Regions from separate parts of the Mus musculus genome. Here all the other regions are linked to region 1. A link is a contact called in public promoter capture Hi-C data. All regions are on one chromosome and are shown on one strand. The core of a region is the stretch at or near the end of the contact, and the rest is flanking DNA. Distances in the headings are between cores, read along the strand shown.

Region 1 (2,888 bases), core at 98-2,597:
CTGCTGGTGGCAGCAGTATCCTTGAGGGGCTAAGCACAGGAAGGAGGAAATGAAAACTAGAGGCACTAGAGACTGCAAGATGTAAGGGGGAAAAATGATTTAAAGGGACTGCAGGTTTTCCTAATGCTTGAGGAACAACAATAAGAAGAAAACAAAGAAACAACTTGGCCAAATCCACTTTTGAGGGATTATTTCTGGGATCCCTCTAATTTGCTGAATATGGGTGCTGAAGCGCGTTCCCTCCTCCTACTGCAATATGATAGGCATCTTTACTGCCCCATGAGTCCTTCTTTTTGCCTTGTCTAAAACGAAGTGCCTTACTCAAGTCGAGTCACTGTATTAGATATTTGAATTTTGAGTACAGAATCTCTGTATACTTAAGGATTCTCAAATACTAGCCAACCAACTACCCACTTCAAGCCATACCCGAAACAAGACAATAGCCACACGATAAAACAAGGTCAGTCCGTCTCTTAAGAAATAGTCTGGTTGAAATTGCATTCCATGGCTTCTGCTCCCTAAAGAATTCTAGAAATCAAGTCTTCCTAAAAGCACCTTGCGGCGCTACATACGCTCACGCCCCTTCCCCTCTATCCGTCTCCCGCCCCACTCATGGCTGGGTTCGTGAGCAGAATCCAATTTTCCATGGCCCACTGGATCTCCCGGGAGGTTCCGCACAAGCGGAGGCAGGAGGGGCTTCAGGGACACCAAGAGCCTTCGGCGGTCTGGGGTATCCCCACCTCATTTTGGTGCCCACCCCTCAGACTCTCCAGCTCCAGGAAACCCGAAAACCGACACTGTGGGGTCACTGCCCTTCCCGGATGTCTCTCGTCCCCGGAAGCAACCGGGCCCAGCAGCACCCCAGTTCCTTTTTCTCCCAAGGCCGATATGGGGTGCGGAGGTGATCTCGGCCGGTGTCCACGACCCCCGCACCCTCCCCGCCCCCCACGCCCGGGCCTGGCTTCCTGCCAAGTCCGCAGCAGCAGCGCAGGTTACCGGGAGTTGGAAGACGACGCTCGCTGCCGGGTGGGGCAGGCTGCTGGAGGCTCGCCGGCGGCGTCTGCATCTGAAGCGGCGGCGGCTCGGCGTCCGGGGGCCTGAGGCCCGGAGTGGGGCCGGGCAGAGGGGCGCAGCGTCGCCGCTTCGGGGAACCGGGGCTCAGCAGCGCCGCCTCGAACTCCATGGGCCGCTTCAGTGTCGCCCCGCACGCCATCCCGCGGAAGGGCCAGAGACCAGACGCAGACGCGGCAGCAAGGACTGCCCTGGATCCAACTCTTCAGCTACGGCTCCCAAGCCAAGCCGGCTCCAATGGCGCCTCCGGCACCCGGCAGCCGCGCTGGCCCCGCCTCCTGTGACGTCACGGGCGTGCGCCACCGCCCGGCAGAGGGGAAGAAGTCGGAAAAGGGCCGATCCGGGAGGCCCGCGAGCCTGGGCTCGGCCCATGGCGCCCCCTGCGGAAGAAGTAGGCCGGTCTGGGCGGAGAGCGTGGTCGCCTAGCAACACCCCCGCCCCCGCCCCTCCCAGGGCCCCCCCCTTCACGCTCTCTGCCGGAGTGGCCTGGGAGGTCTTTCGCACCTGCGCGGCAGGGGCCTCGGGGGCGGGGGATGGGAGAGACCCTGGGAGACCGGGGTTCCCTTGGCCGCGTGACCGATAAAAGAGGTGATTCTAAAGGGTTATCAAAGGATTTTGTCTTGAGTCCCAGGAAATCTTCACAAACATAACCGGGTTATCTAAGGATAGACTTTATTTAATCCACGAACCCTGTGCAATCATGGGCAAAATTGGAAGGGGAGGTGTGTTACAAATGAATGTATTTTGGGGATAGATGACCCGGCCATTAATCGGATCACTAAATGGATATGTGTTACGCAAAAAAGGATTAAAAGGAAAAAAAAAAAAACAAAAAACAATCCTACCAGAAAACTCACTGGCTTAAACTGTCTAACCAAGTGATACCAGGGTGTTAGGAACTTCCCCTGATAGCTGATTTGGCAGTTGGCTTCCTCATCCGACTTGGCAACTCAGACTGGTTCTTCCTCGGGTCAATCGAGATTCTCTGCCGTACTGTTGGCTGGAAAATGCTTTTGATATTCAGCAAATGAATAGAAAACAGGGAGGTTCTGCTTTAGGGAACTCTGGTTGTAATTTTCCTGGGGAGTAACTCCAGTGCTTTCAAATACATCAATAGAGTCATCAGAACAACACCTCCACATTCAAAGCCTTTCTGTAATTATTTGTATATTAGTGGCTGTGATTCCTGTAATCTGGCTTTAACATTATCTCTGTAACAGATTTTTCTAGAACAGTCCAAATTTTAGATACTCATTTCTAATTGCCAAGATGGCTGTCACAGTACTTCAACACACTTGGGGTTAGACAATAAAGGCATACTATCTCCAATCTTCCTCCTCCTTCTCCGCCTCTTCTTCCTTCTCCTCCTGTTCGTTTTGGTTGCTTTTCTCTGAGTCCTCTTCCGTTTCTACAAACTCTTTAAAGATCATAACATAGGTCATATACTTTCACATTTATTTCTGTAAAATATAAGACAGCACAGCATACCAAATTGCTGGTTTTCTGTTTGTTTTGCCATATTGGGATTCAAGCCTCCCTAGGCACATTACCCATGTTAAGTTTATTTTAGCACATTTATTGTCAATATAGATGTAACGTGGTTTAAACTAAAATCTAGAAATAAAACATTAGAGTTTTTTTTAAAAAAAAAAAACCTCACAATTATCTTGGTGGTAAATGACTGAATTTAAAATTCAGTTCTGAGCTTCTTGAAGGCTAAAGAAAAATGAAACCATAGTCATGATGAATAGGTGTTATCTGAATGGAACCAGTTCACCAGAGGACACAGACCATCATTTTGTGTATCACTTTAATTC
Region 2 (3,224 bases), core at 688-3,187, 2.4 Mb after region 1:
TCAGTCCCAGGTACCAAAAAAAAAAAAAAGCAAAACCAACACCAAACCTTGCCATACTCAGGCCTTGAAGCTTGGACGCAAAGAAGCCAAAACCCAGCTGCTAAGTAGGGTTGGGGTTCTGTAGTCTGAAGAAGCTCCTGGGGGTGAGGTCTCCCCTCCTTCTGTGATAGTCCAATCTGCCTATCTCTTTTCAAGAAGCCATCTTGAGCTGTTGTGACAGGTGTCATTTTGTTATGGCAGCACCATCTGCCAGTGAGCCAGAGTTGGAGAGCCAGCAGGAGACTGTCACCACCCATGTATGTCCCAGAGATCCATGAGTTGGTGTCCTGATGACAGTTTTTTTTTTTTTTTAATCTCCTCTGGCTGGCACTTTCTCCTCCTCTGCTTTGTTAAAACTTCTATATTTTGAGTCAGCTGAGAGCCTACCAGGAGTTGGAATGGTGGTGTCAGCGCCCAGTGATTCATCTTACTGGTAATTAGTGAACTGGAAAACCCAAGATTCATCCCTGTCAAAGGCAGGGCTTCCGGAATCCTTTTTCTCCTCACTTTGTCAGAGAGAGGAGCAAAGTGGGCCGGCCTTCTGGATGCCTGCCTTTGAGTCACGTGCCTCCTAGAGGTTCCCCGACTGAGACCAGTGGGCATCTATAGGGTGTGGTTAGCTGGATGTGAAACTCCTTGGGTCCTCCCATGGTTGGTGTAATGTGTTATCCCCACTTGGGCAGCCAGGATTTACACTGAATTACCTAGTTTGTAAGTGATACAATGGGGATTCAAGCTCTAGCCTTTTTGGAACCCACGAAACTTTCTTCAAACCACAGCCCAGCCATTATTAGCTGGGTGTCACGGCAGAGGTTACCCTCTCTCTCTGAGTGCTACCTTCTGCATTTGTTAACAGGTCTCTAAAAGTGCCTCATTTTGCATAAGACAGGGCCTTAGGAGCTGGTATCATTACTAGTTATTCAGCATTATCTGCAGCTGAATGGCCACCAAGCCAATCAAAGACATTAAGAAAGGATTCAGGCTGGGACTTCATTATGAAGACCAGCCTTCGGTGTCCTAGCAGGGCTTAGTCGTGTCCACGTGTGTCTACACGTGGATCCAGAATGACCCAGGGGAGGGAAGAGTGTCATCAAGTACACTTGTTAACTCTGAGACAAAGGAGTGGGACTATGGCCGCTGGTACTGCTGCCACCGAGCCCTTCTGGCCGCTTCTACACGGCAGTGGACGGAAGCCAGGATTTTCGAGGGCCCCCAGTGAGTCACCAGACTGATGCAATCCCTTTAAAGGGCTCATCTGCTGGTGCAAGAAGCTGATTCATGGAGGGCGTGGCTGCTGAAGGAGGAGAAAGGACGGAAACTGGCAGGAGGGAGTGAGGTAGACAGCCGGCTGAAGTCGTTCATTGGAACTCTTCACTGCAATCTCCCTGGACAAGACTCTAGGGATGTCCAAGATGAACTTGGCCATCTTTGGGGTTTCTGAAGGGCCTAAAGTGAAATGAATTGTGACAGTAGCGACAGCCAATTCTTGACTTCTCTTGTACCCAACTTCAGCACTTTCCCACACAAATTTCCAGAAGCCGAGAAATGGGGAGCAAAGAAAGACTACTTTTCTAAAGAATGCAGTGCAGTTGGCGGGTTTTGCAACCACTTAGAGACGTCCCCAACCCCAGCAAGGAGAGCATAAGTCGGTGAGGTTCTGCAGAGCCAAGGCGGACCGGCGCCTCTGTCCCAGTCCCACTGTAGATGTAGATTAGCGGTAAGTACCGCCCCCTGACTGTCCAATCACTTTACAGATTTCGACCCAGACTCCACCCAGAACCAATTGGCGATCTTATCTGGGCTTCCTGCCTGAAGGCTTCCGCCCATCCTGAAGATGGCGCACCAACCCCAAACTCAGGCGAGGGGGCGGGAGGCGGGGCCGAGAGCCTATGCGTCACTTCCGTTGTCAGGTGGCGGCGCCGCAGCCATGGAGGGAGGCGGCGGCGGCAGCTCTGGCGGCTGCGCTGGGAGGCGGCGGTGAGCGGCTCCCACGCCCCCGGCCCGGCCCCGGCCCCCGGGACGGAGCGCCGAGCAGCCCCGACTCTGGGCTGCGGACTATGGGCAAGGAGCGCTGATTCCCCGGGAAAGGTGAGTTCGGGGTCCCGGGACGCGGAGCCGGGTGGGGGCTGCGTGCTGGCGGGGCGGGCCACCGTGGCGGAGGGACCCCGGTGACAGCCCGAAGCTGACCGGCGCGACCAGAACGGCTATAGTGAATTCCCCCTCCGCCACTGGAGGTCTGTCCTTCCCGGCAGCGGGGGCGTCGGCTGCCGGGAGCCTCGGTCTTTTGCCGCAGCCCTGGGAAATGGGCACTGCTCGCCTTGCCCAGACCCACTCAACCAGTCATCGAAGCAGCCGGCGTTTGGCCCGCTCTAGTTTTTCTCCCAGAGAGACCCGCTCCTCCTCTCCATGCTTCTCTCCTGACCTAGAGAGTGACTTGAAAGTTAGAACGAGTCCCCAAGGAGAGCCAGCCAAGGTTTTCCTCCTGGAGCCCTCACCCGTTGGCACCAACACCATCGCTGCTGGGGAATTTTCACATCCTGGGCGGCGTTCAGGTGCGAGTCACAGCAACCTGCTTGCCAGATCCACGTTGGGCCGGTCTTCACCGTGGGAGAGCTTGCTGTGGTCAGTGTTTCACCTGCCATCCTGGTCAGGCCCGCCCATTCCTACGATGCTTGGCCCCACCTTTCAATCTTGGGTAGGAGCTTTCGGATTCCCGGTGGCTTCTCCGTCCACCCCCACTCCCCCAGGTTGTTGGCAGAAGGAAGAGCTGACAGCCACCTTCGGTGGCAGGATAGACTTTGCTCTGTTTTAAGTCACTGGAGGAAACCGGTTGGCTTTGCTGGTTTTGAGAATCATTGAGGAAGAGGGTAGTCACGCTGGGCTGGGCGCCTTTCCCTCTCGGCTGAGTAGTTTTGCATGAGATAAGGAAGAGCAAAATCCTATAGCCCTTATTTATAAACAACGTTGTGAGTTCCTCCTTAAAGGCCCTGTTATTTGATTGTGGATTAGACTATCTCTGCCAGAGATAGTCCCCATTCATTCATTCATTCATTCATTCATTTTTCTCATAACAAAAGGGCCCTGCCTGTAGAGCCTAGTGCTGTGTAGTATTCGTAGGCTTTGGAGGCTCACTCCTTAAAGCCTGGGATTAAAAGTGTGTGTCAACCTTGCTCTGGACTCCTTAA
Region 3 (3,206 bases), core at 632-3,131, 2.3 Mb after region 1:
ACCAGGCACCAGCCTTGGGAGAGAACGCCACAGCAGTGGATCAGGCCTGCAGGGAAGGCACTCTTAAATGCAGCCATGGGCACTTCAATATTGCCTGATACTTAAATCCTTTATTCCTCAAGCCGGCTGCCTTTCTATTTTTTTGTAGGGGAGGAGGGGAAGGTAAGGGGGTTCCAGACTGTCCTGGAACTCTGTAGACCAGACTGGCCTTGAGTTTAAAAATCCACCTGCCTCTGCCTTCCAAGTGCTGAGATTAAAGGTTTTTGCGGCCACTGTCCTATTTTCTATTGAAAACAGGCTTACGAAACATAGACAACTTGTCCAATTTTGAAAGCTGACTAGTGTTCAAACCTAGCTCTCTCTGGTTTTGGATTTTTGTTTTTAAAGATTTATTCATTTATTATATGTAAGTACACTGTAGCTGTCTTCAGACACTCCAGAAGAGGGCGCCAGATCTCGTTACGGATGGGTGTGAGCTACCATGTGGTTGCTGGGAATTGAACTCAGGACCTTCGGAAGAGCAGTCAGTGATCTTAACCGCTGAGCCATCTCTCCAGCCTGATTTTTGTTGGTTTTAAAGACAGGGACCCAGTCCTGACTGTCCTAGAACTTGCTATGTAGACCAGGCTGGACTCTGCTTACAAAGTGCTGGGATCAAAGGCAAGTGCAGCCACACCTTGCTGCTCTGTCTTGACCCTATCCAGTCTGACAGTACACAGAGGCAAACTCTGAAAGGGACCGTGTTCTGCCAAAACTTGAGATAGTGTTGGAAGCTGGGCAGATAACAAAATGCATAAGGCCCACCAGAAGATAAAGATGTTTATTACAGGTGGGGCTGAGGTGTTAAGCTCATGTGCCGGGTCACAGCACTCCCAGAGCCTGAAGCAGGTGGATCTCCGAGTTTGAAGCCAGCCTGGTCTACAGAGCAAGTTCCAGGACAGCCAGGACAACACAGAGAAACCCTGTTTCAAAACAAAACAAAAAGGTTCAAGTTGTACTAGACAATTTTAAAAAGTTTGGCTCTTGGGAGGAAAGAAAAACGACTAGAAGGTGTGACGTGGAGGATGCCACAAGCAGGAAGGAAGACATTGAAGGAATGAGCTGTGTTTTGTAAGCGGCGCCTTTTGAAATTTAGTCCAACAGCATCAGAGCAGTGACACAGAGGAACGTAGGAATGCAGAAAGGGGAATTAAGGAATGCGAGGATTCTACAAGGAAAAGGAGGAAGTGGCTGATTATTAAAGGAGGTGGATGTAGGTTCCAAAGCTCAAGTCTCAAGATTGCTGTGGCTGGAGAGAGAAGTGCTTAGCAGAAACACTGATGACGAATCGTCTGAAAAGGTCCAGCCGTAGGTGAAGAAACGCGAGGGTGCTACTTAAGTTGCTAGGAGGGCCGGGCTGGGTTGCCTCACTGAGTAGTAAATCCGGCGTAACATCGCTTCCAGGAGGGGTTAGAAAGGAGACAAATGATATAACTAATCGAGATGAGGGATTATAATAACTCAGAATGCCTTCGTGGCGCTTGCCATGACCTCACTGGTTCCTCTGCACGTCCCTGGGAGATAGTTCACAAATCTGCCCGCAGCACAGCAGGCCATGGCGGACCGGGACGCTAGACGACTCTAGGCGAACGACTCCGAAGACGCTGGGGTTGATTTTCCTAGTTTCCGGTGCGATGGCTGGGCCACGGCAGATACGCGCGGCTGGCTGGAACGCTCCCGGCGACACCAAAGCTAAACTGGAAAACTCAAAACCAGCGCTCCCGGGAGGCCAAAGGTGCGCGCCTCCGTTTGAACCAATCCCCTGAAGCGATCTTTGTCACTTAACCCAATAAGCGCCGGTCTTCGGCCACCTCCTATCAATCCACCATGTGATTGGTTCGCCTTTCTGTTCCCGGCGTTGCCCCAGCAACCGGGCTATGGACGCGTAGGGGCCTCCAGGCTGCTAAATCACAAACCCTGGGGTTCTTCCTTCATCTACCCTGCGGGTTTCCGGCACTATGTCGGTTCGGACTCTGCCGCTGCTCTTTTTGAACTTGGGCGGGGAGATGCTTTACGTCCTAGACCAGCGACTGAGGGCCCAGAACATCCCCGGAGACAAGGCCCGCAAAGGTAAGTAACGCCCCCGCAGCCTTGATCTGTTCCCTTCCTCACCGCACTAAATGTCCCTATACAGAACCGCAGCCTAGCACCAGCCCCCCTCCAACCTCCGTCCTGATACCCAGGCCGACCGGCACCTGACCCCCTTCCCCTCATCCCAATAGCCAAACCGATGCCTCTGCGCACTTCTCTTTGACAGCCGGGTATCTTTCTCAAAAGACGCAGAGCCCATGCAGTTGGAAGCCCTCCGGAGTCAAATTAATTCTCCAAAAGAGCATTTCCCCACAGAGAAGCCTAATACATTGGACATACTTACAGTGCCTGAGCCCTCGATTTCCCAGTCTCTGGAAATCTGTCTATTTCCAAAAGTAGTTACAGTTGACAAGATACTTTTGGCAGGTATAACCATCCGTTAACCCCCACAAAACAGATGGGGACGCCCGCGTCTCTGTCCTCCTACGTAAGCAGAAGCCTGGTCATGCTCATTTCAGAAGCCATTTCTAGAAATGTAGGGCCCCAAAATAATATAGATAAGAACGAAAACATGCTTCTTGATTTTGCAAGTGTTGGAAGGGGTTGCAATTGTGAAAATACTTTTGGAAGGCTTATAAAATGCAAAATTATGCCATGTGTAGTGCAGAGAGAAACGACCACCCAAAACACGCTGCCAGTCTATCTTACTTCTCAGCAAACAACTTTGTTCACCAAATTTGCTGGGCTATTGTATTTGTAGGCAGAGGAGTAAACATTTATCTAAAGGACAACTGAACACTAATGAAAGCTCGATTTCCTCCCAACAGCTTATGTCCCCTCCATTGATGTTAAACAGGCACATTCAGATGGTGTGTCTGATTTTGTGTAAGTGCATACGTAAACAGACAAGAGAACCCTCTGGACCACTCCCTTCCATTCATTCCCAGCCTTGCTACCAGGGGCTTTACAAAATGCAAATATGTCTAGTGGGGCTTTATAAAATGCAAATATGTCTAGTATGTCTCTCCTCAAAATTGCCGACAACCTTCCACTCCTGTCTAAATGGAGACCAAGTCCTAGGCAGAACACGTTGGGGCCCTCCGATTAGGACACTGTCTTAGTCAGGGTTTCTATTC
Region 4 (3,230 bases), core at 532-3,031, 2.7 Mb before region 1:
TAGAAATGGTTATAGGCTGATATGTGGGTACTTGGTCCTCTGCAAGTGCAGCTGGTGCTCTTAACCACTGAGCCATCTCCCCGGCTTCATAACATACTTAAGAAAAGGAAATGTGGAGGGTGATTTTTACACGTGTTTATGTGTTTTGTGTATGTGCATGTGCTTATATGTTCACTGCATGTTTGCTGTTGCCCATGGAAGCCAGAAGAGAGCATTGGATTCTATGGAACAGGAGGTACAGGTAGTTGGGAGCCATCTGATGTGGGATGCAAATCCCCAAATTCTACAAAAGTAAGGAGTGCTTTTATCTGTGGAGCCATCTGTCCAGGCCTCCTCCTTGGCCAGGTCACTTGATTTGCTTGTGGTCAAGTTTCCATACTGGAGGCCAGTTGGATACCAAGAGCAAATGATACTGAGGGTCACAGCGCACTGCTGTCACATTAAGCAGCTGCCACCATCAGCTCCTTCAATCTTCAAGCAAATTCTTTAAGATAGGGACCATGTTGTTCCCAGTTACAGAGGAGGAAACTAAGACTTCATTTATGTCATGGAGGTGTCTGTGGTCATAACTGTGGTTAGTGGCTGCATGAGATCCACTGCCCTTAGCCAGTGAGTGGAAGAGAAGGAGAGGAGAAAGGGGCTCTGGACCGAGGTGACCAGACAGGTGGGTTTGGGGTGTTACTGAATAAAGTGGTGGCTGTTTCCATGAACTTGGGAGGTCAGTTGAAAGGGGGTGAGGGAGAAGTCTCTCCCAGTCCAGGAGACAGCAGCATGCAGGTGCCGCTGAGGAGAAAGACAATCGTGTCACTTGGCTGACAGTGGACCTCACACATGCAGGTGGTTCCACACGGTTAGATAGCCCAGGTCCATTTTAGTTTGTGTGACTATGCATTGTGGTGTTTGATAGTCTAAGGGACACTTTTCATAGAACATGTACTCCTCCTTAATATGTAATTGTAGGGATCTGGAGAGATGGCTCCCTGCTGAAGAGCTCGTGCTCTTCTTGCAAAAACCCAGGTTGTTGCCAGCACCCACGTAGGAGCTTACACCTTTCTACAACTCCAGTTCCAAGGATGTCTGGTCCCCCATGGGACAGGGTCATACCTGAGGGCAAAACACTCATTCGCATAGATAAAAACTTGTCTTCAAAGGATATAACTGTACAAGGTCACATGGGGTGGATGCCTGGTGGATGCTTGGGAGAGAAGACGTGAAGGACTGGCATTGCCAAGGGCAGATCCAAATGCTAACAGGATGCCTCAAGGATGGAAGATGTTCGGATCGCACTGGTCGATGGAAGCAGGGAGGCGAGAGGAAAGGGAAATTTAGAGGCCACAGACAACTCTAATGGAATTGATGGTGGAGGGGGAGAGAAGAGGCAGATGGGGAATTCCCGAGGTGGCAGATTCAAGAAAGATGTTGGTGTGTTTTAATATGGCAGGGACCTGATTGTTTGTGGAGAGGACTGAGCCAATTTAGAAAAGATGGAGTTGGTGGAGTCCTGGCCAGGTCTCCAGAACCTGAGATGGTTGAGGCTCTGGAGGATAAAGGACCCAGACAAGCTTGCCCGGGGAAAGGATGGGGCTGAGGGCCAGGAGGAAGGCTTTGATCTTGGAGGCAAGGAGGAAAGGGACTTCGAATGGACTTCTGCTCTTCACACAGAAAGTAGTCCCGTACCCCGAGATGCCCCCGGGACTTCCCAGCTGGGGCGTCTGGTCAAACTCAGAATGCAGACCCAGGGTGGGCACAGAAGATCCGCCCCTGACCGGGCGGAGCTGGACAGTTCCTCCCCACAGTGCTCTCAGGTGACAGGCCTGCAGGTCCCCGCCCCGGCCCGTCTAGCTGCGTTTTCGGGAGATCCAGTCCGAGGCTCCGAAAGCAGCCCCCGCCATCGGTGCTTGGACCCCCGCTCCAGAACCCGCTGTTCGCCATGACCGCCGTGCCCGCGCCCCGCAGCCTGTTCGTTCTCCTCCAGGTGCTGTGGCTCGCCCTGGCTCAGATCGTAAGTCCTGTCACTTCTCTGTCTCCGCCGTCCCTGGTGCAGAGCCTGGGTTTAGGATCCTGGAGTCTTTAGGACCTGTTCTAGTCTGTCCCTAGCCTGAGGGGCAGCTGAGGACAGAGCCGCTGGGGTGATGCATACCCGGCAAACCGCTCGCGGTGAAGGGAGATTGACTAGTCCGGGAACCAGAGGGACCTTGCCTCGGGATGCTTGGCCTTGCCTGGGACAGGCAGCGTCGAGCAGGAGATGGCGCGGGGGCCTGGCAGTGGAGAGAGCCCAGGTGGTGCGGAGACAATGGTGGCTATTCAGTCGACAGCGGAGCCTCCGCCCCCGGAGTCTCCTAAGGGACCCAGGCTCCAGCCAGACTTCCCTGTCGCCCCAATATGTCCGTTTCCTGACTGTGGGCTTCTGCCTCACTTCGCAGGGACAGCTGGGCCCTAGGAAAGAGATGCCCGGTTTAGGACCAAATGGGGATGCTGGGCCCGCTCACCAAGCAGTGCTAGTGTAGGGGTACAGTTCGCCTGTGAGGCGCCAGCCTGGCACATCTTAACCTGGGGAGGGCACCTGGCGCCAGCATCTGGCACGCGTGGACTTCCTGAGTCGGGGCTGGTTCGCTACCTTAGGGAGGATTGGGTGGGAAGAGTCCCAGCTTTCCTTCTTCTCTGAGGTCTCTTTACCTGCACCAGGGACGAGGGAGAGGTGCCAGTTCACCGCTATACCTGTTGTTGGTTAGAAAACAGCAATAGTTCGAACGGCCATCGTTGGCTAGGTGCCATCTTGCACATCATCTGTGATTTGAGCAAATGATGTCTTCATCTATTTCCTATCGTGACAGTGCAAAGACCGTGTGACCCAGGGGAAGAAGCCAGCCAACCTAGGGTGTAATCACGGTTTCAGCATTCACTTGCAGTGATCACGAGCCTTGAGTCTTTTTGTGTTTCCTCACCCTCTGCTTGTCACCCCTAATAGTACCCCCCCCCGAGTTCTGAGTAGTTCATAAAGTAACAGAGCATAATGGCACACAGTGCCTGACACACAGTAGCTGCTCAACAAACTCCCCATGAAGCACCATCTCCTTGGGGAGATGCTGCCCTAGTCACCTTTGCTCTCGGGGTCTCCAGCAGCCCCTGGGAGCCCAGTTCTGCGTACTGTCTGAGGGCTGCACTCTTGTGTATTTTCAGAGAGGTCCACCAGGGGAGCCGGGTCCTCCAGGGCCACCAGGGCCACCAGG

The links. Promoter capture Hi-C pulls out the DNA fragments that hold promoters and counts their contacts.
Region 2: a promoter capture Hi-C map of liver shows a contact between it and region 1, with 2.8 times the contacts expected there. The contact joins the promoter of Stk40 here to the promoter of Akirin1 in region 1. A contact is called at or near these places in 2 of 39 promoter capture datasets (both in liver).
Region 3: a contact with region 1 is called in a promoter capture Hi-C map of liver, with 4 times the contacts expected there. The contact joins the promoter of Oscp1 here to the promoter of Akirin1 in region 1. A contact is called at or near these places in 3 of 39 promoter capture datasets (hippocampal neurons and liver) and 1 of 115 datasets of contacts at active chromatin or transcription factors (embryonic forebrain).
Region 4: a contact with region 1 is called in a promoter capture Hi-C map of pre-B cells, with 4 times the contacts expected there. The contact joins the promoter of Col9a2 here to the promoter of Akirin1 in region 1. A contact is called at or near these places in 1 of 39 promoter capture datasets (pre-B cells) and 1 of 115 datasets of contacts at active chromatin or transcription factors (large pre-B cells).

What each region holds. Positions count from the first base shown.
Region 1 is chr4:123,748,952-123,751,839 of GRCm38.p6, forward strand. It overlaps Akirin1 (akirin 1), which reads right to left and starts at 1,348. Exons shown (of 5, transcript NM_023423.3): 1 at 997-1,348. The coding sequence starts at 1,213.
Region 2 is chr4:126,102,020-126,105,243 of GRCm38.p6, forward strand. It overlaps Stk40 (serine/threonine kinase 40), which reads left to right and starts at 1,938. Exons shown (of 11, transcript NM_028800.3): 1 at 1,938-2,127.
Region 3 is chr4:126,056,684-126,059,889 of GRCm38.p6, forward strand. Oscp1 (organic solute carrier partner 1) reads left to right here and starts at 1,882. Exons shown (of 10, transcript NM_172701.3): 1 at 1,882-2,109. The coding sequence starts at 1,998.
Region 4 is chr4:121,037,785-121,041,014 of GRCm38.p6, forward strand. It overlaps Col9a2 (collagen, type IX, alpha 2), which reads left to right and starts at 1,782. Exons shown (of 32, transcript NM_007741.2): 1 at 1,782-2,002; 2 at 3,181-3,230. The coding sequence starts at 1,931.